Linked DNA regions of Mus musculus: region 2 is linked to region 1. Evidence: chromatin contacts called from public Hi-C data. All regions are on one chromosome and are shown on one strand. The core of a region is the stretch at or near the end of the contact, and the rest is flanking DNA. Distances in the headings are between cores, read along the strand shown.

Evidence for each region. A called contact is a pair of places that touch in the nucleus more often than the background predicts.
Region 2: a Hi-C map of B cells shows a contact between it and region 1, with 5 read pairs. The contact joins the promoter of Brca1 here to the promoter of Cltc in region 1. A contact is called at or near these places in 1 of 39 promoter capture datasets (cranial neural crest) and 1 of 484 Hi-C or Micro-C datasets (B cells).

Annotation. Positions count from the first base shown.
Region 1 is chr11:86,753,406-86,760,350 of GRCm38.p6, forward strand. It overlaps Cltc (clathrin, heavy polypeptide (Hc)), which reads right to left and starts at 4,162. Exons shown (of 32, transcript NM_001003908.2): 1 at 3,843-4,162. The coding sequence starts at 3,884. Gm42085 (a long non-coding RNA gene) reads left to right here and starts at 4,308. Exons shown (of 3, transcript XR_880101.3): 1 at 4,308-4,471.
Region 2 is chr11:101,547,832-101,554,776 of GRCm38.p6, forward strand. It overlaps Brca1 (breast cancer 1, early onset), which reads right to left and starts at 4,124. Exons shown (of 23, transcript NM_009764.3): 1 at 3,938-4,124; 2 at 1,184-1,282. The coding sequence starts at 1,263. It overlaps Nbr1 (NBR1, autophagy cargo receptor), which reads left to right and starts at 4,823. Exons shown (of 24, transcript NM_008676.3): 1 at 4,823-5,124; 2 at 6,157-6,267.

The sequences.
Region 1 (6,945 bases), core at 2,912-5,411:
CCTCTGGAAGAGCAGTCAGTATTCTTAACCAGTGAGCCATCTCTCCAACCCTCTTGCTCTCTCTCTCTCTCTCTTTTTAATTAGATTTATTTATTTTATGTACATGAGAATTTTGCCTGCATATACCTATGTGTGCTACATGTGTGCCTGGTATCCTTGGAGGACTGAAGAGCCCCTGGAACTGGAGTTACAGGAGATGAGGAGTTGTCTGTATGTGATGGGAACCAAACCCAGGTGCTCAGGAAGAGTTAACAGTCGCTCTTAAGCACAGAGCACCTCTCTGGTCCCTTGTAGCATCTCTTAAAGGCAATCACTGCAGCAGGGCATGATGATGCAGGCCTAGAACCCCGGCACTCAAGAGGCTGAGAAGCAAGAGGATTTTGAATCTGAATCCACTCTGGGCAACATTAGCAAGACACTGTCTTTAAAATATGATTTATGGTCAGGTGTGATGGAATATGCAATAATTCCAGCACGCTGGAGCCAGAGGCAAGCAGATCTCAGTTCAAAGCCATCCTGTTATACATAGTAAGTTTCAGACCAGACAGTGCGATATAGTTAAGACTCTGTCTTAAAAACAGAAGAGGCGATCCAAACCCCATTCTGACTATGGCCCCTGAGTACGGCCTCCAGCCTTAGTCTTCCACTGTTAATGTGAGACAGGACCAAGGGCTGAGTGAGGACACAGCACACAACAGAAGTTGGACTGCTCTCCTCCTCACTCTCTAGCCCTCACTTATCAGAAACAACTGTCCCAACAGCACACTACCCAAGTTCCCAAGACTTTAAAGTGAAAACCATAGTTTTGCATACCTTAAAGTATAATCCCAAACAGGGCACAAGTATTTTCATTAAAATTGGCCAAACTCCTTAAAGCTGAGTAAACTAACCTTTAAGAAAATTCTGGGGGGGGTGGGGGGGGAGGGAATCGGTCTTCATTTAAACTATTTCCACGGTAGATTAGAGTCTACTTCCAGGTGGCATGCTCTTCTAGTCTTCCTAAGCATCTATTACTGCTTTCTCTTTGAAACCAAAACCTTCTTAAGAATCCTACTATTCAACTCAGCAACACATTGCATGTCTGTGTTTATGGATCAAAGAGAGAAGAACGGGGTGGAAAGATTTGTAAATGAAAATTAAAAGTATCCAAATGCTCAACAAAATGTGTCAATTGCAAAATGCTTAATATGCCAGGAACTGAAAATTGCAGGCAGTGGGGTTTTGTTGTTTTGTCCTTTGAGACAGGGTTTTGCTGGCTGGCACTGAACTTTCTGAGTTCTGCAGCCTAGAATTTGTTCAGAATCTGCAACTCAACAAAAATTCCTTCATCACATAAAATATCAAAATTATGTGATATAGTTCCAAGCCTTGATGACAGATCTTCATCTAAACAAATGCACAAAGGGATATGAAAATAAATAGCAATTTTTTATTTGCAACATTCTCATAAAAAGTTTAAAATAAATTAATTTAGAGTTTGCTGTTAACTTTCACAAGTGAACTCTACACTCCTTACTTCCCAGTTCTCCTAAATGCTTTAGAAAGTTGTTTTCTAAGCAGAATGGCAGAGGCTGGGCAATCAAAGACTTAAGATGACAACTGGAATAATCCTTACACTGTATGTTTGTTTGTTAAAAGAGAGGGAATAAAAGTCTGAGATCAGAAGATACATTATCCTTTCGGCACACCTGACTCTATCTACTAGAGTGGGATCCTACCAGCCAAAGCCTAAAGTGTAATGAGGTCCTCCAGAAAATAAGCATCCGAGATCTTCAAGTGTATCTGTAAAGCTATTTTATAAATATTCAAAATCTTTAAATTTTGGAAAACAGTTTCAAATATTTGCAGAAATTGCTACTCACATGCCACACCTGCATTAAATCTGTTTTTAATTAGTGACAAGTTTGGATTCCAGTCTGTAAGACCATTCAACAATTCTGGTCTTGAGTTTAATAGAAATGAAAAACTATTACTCAAATCACCAGCAACGGTCATGTCATCAGCAGTTGTCTTTGCTTCTTTTGTGTAAGGTTTATACACATATTTGCAGAAAGCTATTTCTGGTAACTTCAGTGTGGCCAAGTGTTAATCCCAAAGATGGGAGAAGAAAAAACAGCAACCCAAATCATGGTCAAATTAATTAAAGCAAGCAATTAATTAAAGCTAGATTTTTTTCTGTTGTTAGTGTACACAGGCTGCCTCCCTCTTAACTCAGCCTGAAGAGCCCACTGTCCACTAACATCCAGAACAGTGCTTTCCTAACACTTTATATTCTTAACAGAGGAAACTCAAGCTTGAATTGAGAACAAAAATTAACTTCTCTGTCAGCATTGTCACTTGACATTTTTCAGACCTTTACAAAATAGAGATCTTATTGCCAAAATCAGATGAATTATTTGAAAACTAGTGATGACTGAAGAAAATGTATTCAAGTCATTTAATGGGCAAAGAAGTCCTAAAGTAAAATAATTCGTTAATGTTAGCAACACGGTAAAGTCTATAAAGAAATATTTAATTATTTTACTTGGTGCTAAATTTTAGTTAACCCTCTTTATTATCAAACATCTTTTATGTATATCAATGAAGAAAAGTAAATCAGATTGCCTTCAATGATAAAGCACTCAATAAGTTACCAATATTTGAACTGGATCACTGCACCTCCCCCTCATGAAATTAGCCCTTCAGAAGATGCAGCTGAAAGCAGATTTCTTTATGGGGATACTTGAGGGAAAGTAAATTAATATGAATAAATTATGATGTCAAAGAGTCGGGACAAGTGAACCAGGAAAATCAGCAGTTCAGAAGAAGCGTAATTCAGCGAAGCCCTCCAACAGTCACCTGCCTAGGCCAACTGCTGGCAGGTTGCCAGGTTAGACAATGGTGTATTGACTCCAGGATAAGGTGCAGTGGGGGGCGGAGGGGGGACGCCCCAGACTATTAAAAAGGAGCCAGTTACAGATCAACTTGTTAGGTACTGACACAGAGCAGGTATGCACTTAAACCCGGCTCTGATGAATTCCACGCAGTCCTGTGAGACATACTCCTGCCGTAATCCCACAACTACCTGCTAAATTCCAAAAGGCCATAAATAACCTCTAAATAACTCTCCCTACCTGCAAGAATCAAAGTGAGCCTAAGAGCTACACTAACCCTCTGAAGAAACCAAGAAAGGAAAAATATGCGCGTTCCCCTTGGGACCTTGACCCCAGGCACCGAGACTGACACCGCCCCTTGCCGCCCCTCTATCTTCTTTCTGTTCCTTCAGTGAGTGTGACCTTCGGTTCCTTATAGATTCAGGGAAGGCAAGCCACGAGCCACTGCTACCCTAACCCCAAGGTGCCTTTCTCAGTGGTGAGCTGCAGAGGGAGGATGCAGCTCCTCCCCAACCCACCCGCCACACAATTCCTGGGTGCAGACTCGATGTAGAAATGGGAATAGACCAAGGGAAGGTGACAGCCCCGCGTCGCTCAGGGTTAACGAGAAATCTTGCTCTGGGAGAAACGCGCGAGAAGCTCCCCCACCTAGCCCCTACCCAAATGAATGAACTGAGTAAAATGGGAAGGGGGGTCTGGTATGCGCAGTTCTTGCAATCCAGGAAGCAGAATAAGAGGTCGTCAGACGTAAGGCCTGGCCTCGCCGCCCTTTGCACTCCGATTCGTCATTTCCATCCTAGTCTCATATCATTTAACCCTTTAAGCTTTTAAGACACTGTCCTTCCTCCACCTATGCCAAATACCGACACCCCCCACTCCCCTTCTCTCGATCCCTTTCGGGCCAGGCCGCTAGCTTCTTCCTTCCCACGACCCTCGAAAAGTCCCTCAGCAGCCCCGACTCACACGTACCTGGAGATGCTCCTGAAAGCGAATGGGCAGAATCTGGGCCATGGCGCTGTCGGGGAGTATGGTCTCCTCCTGTCACTGGGGCTGCAGGGCAGTGCCTGCCCGGGCTCTCCAAGGGAGAGGAGGAGACGGGGAAGGGGAGGGGAGGCTGGGCTCAGAGGGATACTCTCCGGGGACGCAGGGAACTGGCAGGCAGACGAGAGAGCTTGGGTCGGGGGCGGAGGCTCCAGGGGCCGGGAGAGCCGCAATGGCGGAACCGGGAGCAGCGCAGACTCCGGAAACGGCTGAGCCCTGCGGAAGGATCCCGAGGCAGAACTCCGCCCAGTCTCCTCACGCCGTCCGCCTTATGTAGCCTTCCACAGACGCCGCGCCGCGGTCGGGCGTAGGGATTCAGGGACGCAGTGCGCGGAGCGCTCTTCGCTGATGCGGCTGCGGGGAAACAGAGGAACCGAGGGACTACTTTTTCTAGACTCATCACTTTCCCCAGGCTCCGGTTTCTCCCTTCTCCCCTCCCCCCTCCCACTTTTTTTTTTTTTTAACATTTTGCCACATCATGCGACTCGGGGCGAACTACGTCATTTCCGTAGGCGCTGTAAGACCCACCCACGCACTTCCCGGTGCACGTGATGCGGGTAGGGAAGGGTCGGTTGAAGGCTGCCAGAGTGGAGGGCGAGAGGCAAGATACTGGCCGCTGCTCCTGGGGAGGAGGTGGCGGTTGAGCCCCCTGCCGGCGTGGCGGCCTGGGCGTGAGGACACCGAGTGCCTGAGGAGAAGGCCGCGGCGTGGGTGCCGCGGTGACTAAGGGAAACGGCCCCGCCGCAGAGCTCCTCGGGCGGCTGGCTGCGGCGCGCCTCCCCCGCCTGGTTTCGCGCAGTGGGTGGTTGCTGACACCTCAGGGAGGGGGACCGTACTGAGCTGCAAGCTTCCTTGCCCTGACGCACGCCCTTCTGACGCCAGGAGAGCCGGATGGCTCCTCGAGATCCTCAGATAAACCATCTCAAAGGACAGGGAAGGCCATGGGAGAAGAATCTCCTGCTGGCCCCTGGAGAGCGCTTCCGCGGACATTTTGGTGGACTTAGATCAGCCTAGTGTAGAGATCAGTTTGGCCTTCGAGAACTGGAGGGTTCGGCCACAGGAAAAAGCTTAAAAGATGTAGATCAAAGGATGGCTAGGGAAAGAAACCTCAGGGGCTGTCTTGGAGCTGAGGGATTGACTGTTAGTCATACATGGTAGTAGGACCATTACCTGTAGTTACAGGGTGGGCGATGTAATAAGCCCTTCAAAACCGGAGCACCTTGCCTTCCTACAGCAGTAAGCTATCTGCAGCATTCATTAGCGATTAATAGCCGCCCCAGAGCTCTTGCTAAAGTGTAAGGTGTAATGTCTCACAATAGCACCAATATAAGGAAGATTTAGAGAGTTCATTTCCACATAGTTCGTCTTAATCCCCCTGAAAGTTCTTGAGGAAATTACTTTCAATGCCCCTTTCAACCTAAAGAACATAAGACAACCACTGGGTGTACAATAATTTTGCGTAAGCGGTTTTGCTTAGAGAAATCTGCTTAGTCATTTCAGTTGCGTTTAGTATTCCCCCCAAATACTGCCTTTCATATCTGGGCTGAGAGGAGAACCAGGCAAGTGAGAAGGCAGACAACAGACCCTTGAAGAAGAGCCTTGCCACCATATTTAGGATGTTTTGTGTTTACATAATTTCACTTAAGCACTTGAATGTGCCCTGTCCTGCAATGTTTGAAAAGATTGTTTTCATAAGACTTTGTCCTTTTCTAGAGGTGGGCAAATTTTAAATTAAAATCCTAAGGGAGTTACTGTTTTATTACAGAAATGTCAGTAGCTTAATAGAATTGCACTTTCAATCTCAGAATTTGGGATGTAAGAGCTTCACCATGAACAGATCACCACATTTCAATTTATTGACAAGGGCCTTGTATTTTCATACAGACCCTGCATGAAAGGACATTTCAAATCCCCAGAGCAGTTGATTTTACTTCCTTGGTGTGGAATACCTAACCAAAAAGTGCGCTGAGACTGCTTTGTCATCACACATAGAAATTTCAAGAATGAGTTGTTTTCAGAAATCATTTAGAAAGAAGAAAAGTAGATGGTGATATCCCAAATCATTCTGCTTATTAATAGGACTGCTGCCTTGCCTGCCAGATTCTCCTCTCAGCCTAAATATGAAAGGCAGTATTGGAGAAAAACAGTAAAAGCAACTAAAATGACTAAGCAGATTTCACTCAGCAAAGGCACCTTAAACAGTTAATGCCCCCCCCCCTTTTTTTTTCCAAGAGAAAAATAGTGTAAATGATAATGCTACCCAATGCTGGGGACACTGTGGTGCTCACCTGTGATCCTCACACTGGAGGGTTCTGAGGCAGGAAGATCTAGAGTTCCACATAGCAGGACCTTGTTCCCCCAAACTAGAACAGCTCCAAACTGGCATGCCTCTTAAAGATCAGTAATTTGCTGTAATAAAAGATGATTATAATGAGATTGTGCTGGCTAAATTTCCAGCAGGACAGAGACAGGGGAAAGGACAGTTCCTGGTTTAGAAATCCCAAACACAGTAATCCCAGCATTCGGGAGGCAGAGGCAGGCGGATCTCTGAGGCCAGCCGGGTCTACAGAGTGAGTTCCAGGACAGTCAGGGCTACACAGAGAAACCCTATCATGTAAAACCAAAAAGAAAAAAGAAATCCCAAACACTGAGGCACTAAGTTTTCTAAGCTATACCTAAAAGGCGTGGTTTTAAGCACTACCTTAAAATAGATAACCTGATAAGCTCTAAAACAAATCCTGCTATCCTGTGTAAGTAACTTTTTTATCCAAACAGACTGCTGCAAAGGATGAGTCATCACCCTGGCTTTTAGTTTGCCCTGTTTTAGTAAAAGAGGTCATGTACTAAATGGTCAAGGTATGAATTTGAAGCTATTTTTACAGAGTTATCAACAGCAGGCCCTTATATAGTAAGCGCCATAACAAAAACATTGCTTTGTATGTTATTTTGAGGAATTGTAGTTTCTCAAAATCTACACAAGAAAACTGTATTGTTCGCCAGTTCTATATTTTATACCAGGAACTCTGTAATG
Region 2 (6,945 bases), core at 2,874-5,373, about 15 Mb after region 1:
ATCCTCTGGAAGAGCATTCTCCAGCCCTTGCTTAGGATTTTTAACATTCCTTATGCCAGAGGATTCATTTTCCCCGAGTATCCATTTCTTTATCATCTATCTTTGGGGCTGAAAACTGAACTTGGAGCCTAAAGCTATTCACCAAGTTTCTCTACTTCCAAGCAAAAAGAATCAGGGTCATCTGTACTCCAGGCTAGTCTCACAGTCAAAGATGACCTGATATCCACTCCTAAGTCTCACTCTTCTGATGGGATTATAGATGTTGGTCACTAGGCCCAACTTATACAGTGATGGAAACTGAACCGAGGGCTCCCGGTGTGCTAGCTAAGCCATTATACTAGCTACATTCTGAGCCCTAGTGCACAAAATTCTAAAAATCACAAAATCACACACTAAAGCCTCATTTCCAAAGGTCCTAGTAGGCCTGAAAAGTAAGAACTCACTGAGAACACCAGAGAATTTTCTAAGGTAATGGAAACATTTCCTATCTTGGAGGTAAGAGTTATACTTACACAGATAAACACTGGTCAAAACTCACTCTTTTAGCCAGGTATGGTAGTGTATGCCTAGAATCCTTGGCAGGAGGATCTGAGTTCAAAGCCAGCCTGGGCAAGATGGTGAGTTTGAGATTGAGTTGGTCTAACCAAATCTAGTATAACCCCCAACCAAAAACAAAAACAAAAAGCAGGAAAGTGGAAAGGCCTGAATAGACCAAAAGGTCAGGCCTCAATTAATTTTATAGAAAGAGAAATTTAAAACCTCATCCCACACTGGACTTGCTAAAAGCTGAGGACAGGGGCACTCTCATGTAAATTTACAGGACCAGTTTCCACCCTAGTGTCAAAGGTAGACAGAGGCCCTCACAAACCCCAAGCATTCCATTGTTATTCTGATGCTATTTATGAGAGTCATTCTAAGAGATCAGGCTGTCCCACCCCTGGAGAAAAAGCCAGAATCCTGCCATGAGGAAGAACACATCAAGTCAGGCTTTGCCTGGACAGGGAGGAGGGATGGCAGAGTGAAGACCACCTTTCTGTATTTTTAAAACTCTTCAGGGATGAAAAATACAAAGTCCTTTTAATACAGAGTGTTTTTCTCTACTATCTTAAGCCTCTGCTACTCATTTGCATGAACAGTAACCACATGAAGAATTCCAGCTGAGTAAACTCTTCTGTTGACTTACCAGATCGGACACTCTAAGATTTTCTGCATAGCATGAAGGACATTTTGTACTTCTTGAATTTGGACGGCAGATAAATCCATTTCTTCCAGTTCCAGTGAACTTTTAACACAAATTTAAAAACACATGCAATTAAACTACATTAAAGGGCTTTTAAATACAGTAGCTTACCTTGCCAACTTTCTTTCCCTTTTTGAGACAAGATGTCATGTAACCCACACTGGCTTTGTACCTTATGTACTCAAGGCTAGTCTTAAACCTCTGATCCTCCTGCCTCCACCCACTTAGTGCTGGAATTACTGAAGGTAAGTCACCCCCATCCATGCTTTTTGGAGGAGTTCTCACGCTGAAGCCCACACACATCTGGAAATAATTATGCAGCCCAGATTAGCCTCCAACTTGAAGCAATCGCCCTGCCTCAGCCTACTGAGTACAGGTGTTTAAGCTACTGCACCAGGCTTGTCATTTCTAAATAAGAAAAATTTAAATTTGGAGTGCTTTAGAATTATACCAACAGTTGATGAAAAAACTTCACTAAAAAACAAAAACAAGGGACTAATAAGATGGCTCAGCAGTTAAGTAAACTCACTGCTCTTCCAAAGGTTCAATTCCCAGCATCCACACGGTGGCTCACAACCATCTGTAATGGGATCCAATGCCCTTTTCTAGCATGTCTGAAGACAGTGATAATGTACTCACATATATAAAATGAATGGAACTGTTTAAAAAAAATTCTTTTAAAAACTCCAAAACCGGACTGGAGAGATGGTTCAGCGGTTAAGAGCACTGACTACTCTTCCACAGGTCCCGAGTTCAAATCCCAGCAACCACATGATGGCTCACAACCATCCATAATGAGATCTGATGCCCTCTTCTGGGGTGTCTGAAGACAACTACAGTGTACTTACATATAGTACATTAAAAAAAACAAAAACAAAAACAAAAAACAAACCCAACCCGGGGGCTGGAGAGATGACTCAGCGGTTAAGAGCACTGACTGTTCTTCCTGAGGTCCTGAGTTCAAATCTCAGCAACCAAGATGGTTTACAGCCATCTGTAATGAGCTTAGATGCCCTCTTCTGGTGTATCTGAAGGCAGCAACAATGTACTCACATAAAATAAATAAATAAATCTTAAGAAACAAAAAACTCAGGGTCTGGAGAGATGGTTCAGTGGTTAAAAATATGTGCCTCTTCCCAGCACCCATGTCAGATGTCTGGAACGCTACATCCAGGTCAGAACCTCTGCACACACATACACATAATTAAAGATAATGAAAAATGAATCTTTAAAAAATAAAAATTTCTCCAGGCAGTGGTGGCACATATTCTTGATCACAGCACTGAGAGTCAAAGGCAGGCAGATCTCTGAGTTCCAGGACAGCCTGGACTACAGAGTGAGTTCCAGAACAGCCAGGGCTATATAGAAAAACCCTGTCTCAAAACAAAACAAACAAACACCAATAAATCAACAGATAAATAAAATTCTTAGCAGTTGCTCTTTGTAGCTAGCAATCTAAATTCTCTACTCTTTGATATGAAAGCCTTCCTTGGGTCACTTCCTTTCTTCAAGGAAAAAAAAAAAAGCTAAAATGGAGTGACTGGACAGAAGTGATATATATATGAACTTTCCCCAGAGTCTGGTGTTCTTTTTCTTGCTTAGAATCAAAACCAGTGGTGTCATACCTATAGTTTCAGGGACTGGAGAAGTTGAAGGAGGAGGATGGCTTGGACTCAGAAGTTCAGCAGTCTTTTTGGGCTAGTTTGGGGAGGCCAAAAGATCAGATATGGTTGTTTCAACCTGTACTTTCAGCATTCAGGAAGTACAGGCAGGAGGATAGAGTTCAAGGTCACCTAGAGCTACACAACCCAATTACAGAAGGCCCTGTCTCACAAACTCTAAAACTAGCTGAGAATGGTAGTGGATATCTTTGACCCCCTCCTCCCCAGAGACAGGGGCAGGTGGAGGAGTGTTTAAGACCAGCCTGTTCTATTATACACAGCTCCAAGCCAGCCAGAGCTAATATAAATGAGACTAGACTCTGTCTCAAAACTAATCAACTACCCAGCATTCAGGAGGCAGAGGCAGGTGGATCTCTGTGAATTCGAGGCCAGCCTGGTCTATAGAGCTAGTTCCAGGACAGCCAAGGCTACACAAAAGCCAAAACCAAACCAAACCAAACCACCAACATAAACGCTAACCAACCAAACAAAAAAGAAGCACACATATTATTTTAAAAGTCGCCAAAAGGAACACTTAAAAACTGCTAAAGCGTCTCCACCCTACCTCTTCTGGATGTTTCCCTGTTAAGGCTCTCTTTAAACACGTCTTCTCTGCCAACAGCATTCATTACTATTGCCATTCCCTTATGTACTTCCCTTCTAGAACCTTCTGTGAAATGTACTCGGGTCTAGTTCTTCAGGAGTTTCCCTCCACAAACTCCGTTTTTCCCCCCTCTTCCCTGCCACACTTCTGCCCGCCTTTCCTCTCATCCTTTAGCCCGCATCCGTATACAACCTTCAAGATACGATTACAGCCAGAACTCCCCCTCGTAGATCCTTTGCCCTCTTCCTCACAGCTGCCCCCGGGAATGCACAAACTGCACCCTTCCCAAGAGTCCTGTTTGAAAACGTCTGGGACCCTTTGGTTCCGCCCCAGGTACTTTCCTAATCAGTAAACACCCGTCTCCACCAGCAGCTTCCTGCCTTTCATATGAGTATTCCGGGGTACCCTTTCTGTTCCTCAGGGCTGTCTCACCTTTTCTCCGAGAAAAAAGATCCGTACTTCCAAGCGCCGAGGACGGAGAAGCCCCAAGAGAGGTGCTGGATCCTCTGGCTGCACGGGCAGCGGCCGCGCAGCCGCAATTACAATCTATCTAAAATTCCCGCGCTCTCCGTCGCCAAGGAAACCGGCCGCTTGGCGCCTAGCGCTAGCCTTTCGGAACACAAGATCCAGACACGTCAGCGGAAGGGAAGGGAGGAGCGAGTTGGGGGGGGGGGGTGCTGAAACTGTTTCTGGGTTTGCGATTGGCTACCTAGTCTTTTTTTTTCCTGTATGTCGTCACTAGAAAGAGACGGAAGAGAAAGAATTTCGAGGTTTCTCTTAGGCAGCCCCTTCGCATCTACGCCTGCTTATTACGTCACAGTAGTTCTGTACAAAGGGTGGGAATCGCTCCCTGAGGCCGGAATATGAGCGCAAGGTAGTGCCCAAAGCAGTTGCAAAACGAGGTCTCATCCCTCCCTCAGCCTTCCTGCCATGGAAGTCTCCAGTTTCGGTAAATAAGAGACTTGTGTAAGAAGAACTACCAATTCCAGCATGCATTGCGGAACGAAAGGCCTTCTCCACAGCATCTCTTGGAAAGTGTAGTCTTACGGGAAAAGAGCTTCTCACACCGGAAGCAGGCACGAGTACCACAGGAACCCAGTCGGTACAGCGGAGACCTCCTCGCAGTTATGCGTCTTAGCTGCTATGAATCGCAGCGTTCTGTGTTCGTGTTTTGTGCACAGAAAATAGACTAAAAGGAGCTGTGGGTTCCAGGAAGACTACAATTCCCGTCCAGCCCCGCGATTCTCGGGTAACTAGTCCGCCAATGTCAGTGACCTGGGAAAAGCAGAGGGTGGCCAATCGGCTTGGGAAAGGGAAATCCAACCAGCTGACTTCTGCGCGCTAGTTCCGCCCCTCGGCCTGGGTGTTTGTTATTGTTATGCGGTTCAGAGAGCTTCTGTCCCTCCCTTGCCAACGCAGCACTGACCAATCGGTAGAGAGGTTATTTTGAGGGGCAGATAGAAAGAGCCAATCATCTTGTGGAAAACTCCGGGAAACATGGGACTAGGCCCGGTCTCTGTCCGCCATGTTAGATTCACCCCGCAGGGATAGCAGGCGAGCTGGCCGCGAACGGTCCTTGCACTGGCCACTGGCAAGCGCCCCCCGTGGGCGGAAAGCTGGTAAGGAAGCTACCACTGTTACCTAGAAGTAGGGGCACGCCGTTCTTAGAGTGCTCGGGGAAGTTCAAGGGGAAAATCTTGCAAAGAGGAGTGACTTTCCGTGTTCAGGGGCAGCCAGTCTTTTCAGTGACCAGATGAGGGAGTCGCTTGGGTTGTCATCGATAGTGGGGGGTGGATACTGCCTGAGGGAGACAGTTCATGGCTTAGAAGGGCCAGTTTCTGCTAAGAAAAGGTCTCGATCCCCCCCAGAACATAAAGAGGGCTTCGATGGTGGTGACACTCACTGTCCTGGGGACATGGAGTTCCGGGAAACCATTACTGGAAGACTGGGATTAAGTCTGCGACAAGAAAGGACATACATCTTCCTCATTCTGTCCCTTTCCTATTTTTAAGGCTCTATTGAAGGAAGATATCTTGAGCTAGGACCTTCCAAATTAGAAAGGCATCGTTTTTCCCGTTATGTCAAACACCCACCTTTCAGATGACACATTTTAAAACTCAGGTTGCTTGTGCCAGCTTCTGGTATAGAAAATGAAGTTCAGATTCCCAAATTGGCTTTATTAAAATTATTTGTCGGGGTTGAAAAATAATCACGTGAGGAAAAGCTGACTTAGCCACATGAACGTGAGTCAATAGGTATGAGTTTACAGTGCCATTTAGGAAAGTGCAGGCTTAGGCCCAGCTACCTGACTGCTGGAGGTAAACCTTCAGGTATAGATGTGGTTAACTGTACTTTTGATATTTTCACAAGTTCAAGATGATTGCTCTGGCTGAAAGAATTTTCACACGTAAGCCCTTTATGAAGACCTGTATATTGGCCAGCTAAACTAGAACCGCCTACTTCCTGTTTTCTCCCATGGGCAGAACAGCTGGTTGCTCCAAAGTATGGAAACTAATTCCCACTTGTGTAATTTCAGAACGGGGAAGAATAGTTTCCTTCCAGACAGAAAAGAGTGGAAGAGTATTTCTTGAAGTTGGAAAGTGTGTTTCACAATTTTTACATTTTGGTCACTTTGTTTTTCTGGTTTAAAGAAAAAACAAACAAACCAACCAACTTGAACGTGCTGGGGAGTTGCTGGGGAGTTGATGAGCCAGCGTCTGCCTAAATTTTACAGCTCCTAAGAAGGAAGAATTGCATTTCAGGTAAATGCATGCTGGTTGTCAGCAGGGTGGGTGCTAGAGATTAGCATTAGCTTGGCATCGAAGTCAATTCTAGATAAAGACAAGTGATGGGAAAAAATGAATAATTGAGTATATAAAATAGTCAGAATTAAGAATACAAGGTTCTTTTGTTTCAATTATTTATTTTGAAACCGTTGGTGTTTTTGTATGTCTGTAGGAGGGTGTTAGATTCCCCTGGAATTGGAATTACAGACAGTTGGAAGCTGCTGCACGGGTGCTGGGAATTGAACTGGGTTCTTTGGGGGGGTCGGGGGGGGGGGGAGGCTGAGCCATCTCTCCAGCCCTACAGGCTCTTAAAATGACAGTTGTATCCATAGTACAACACTCTGAAGGCAGAAGCAGGCAAATCTATAGCAATTGCCAGGCCAGCATGGGCTGCGGAGTGAGAGTATGTCTCCTTCAAAAATTAGTAAATAATAAACTAGAAGCTATCTTAGTGAAATAAAGAATTGTTTCTGTTGATAAGAATTTATACACTTTGTGGTGCTAGAAATGAACCCCACAGCTATGCACATAATTGACTGGTTCGGCCTTATTCCCAATCTCCTAGGCCATAATTTTATTAAATTCCTTTGGTAACACTGTTAAGGTCATCAAAATAGTATTGTTTTTATAGATTAAACAGTTGAAGCTCAGAGA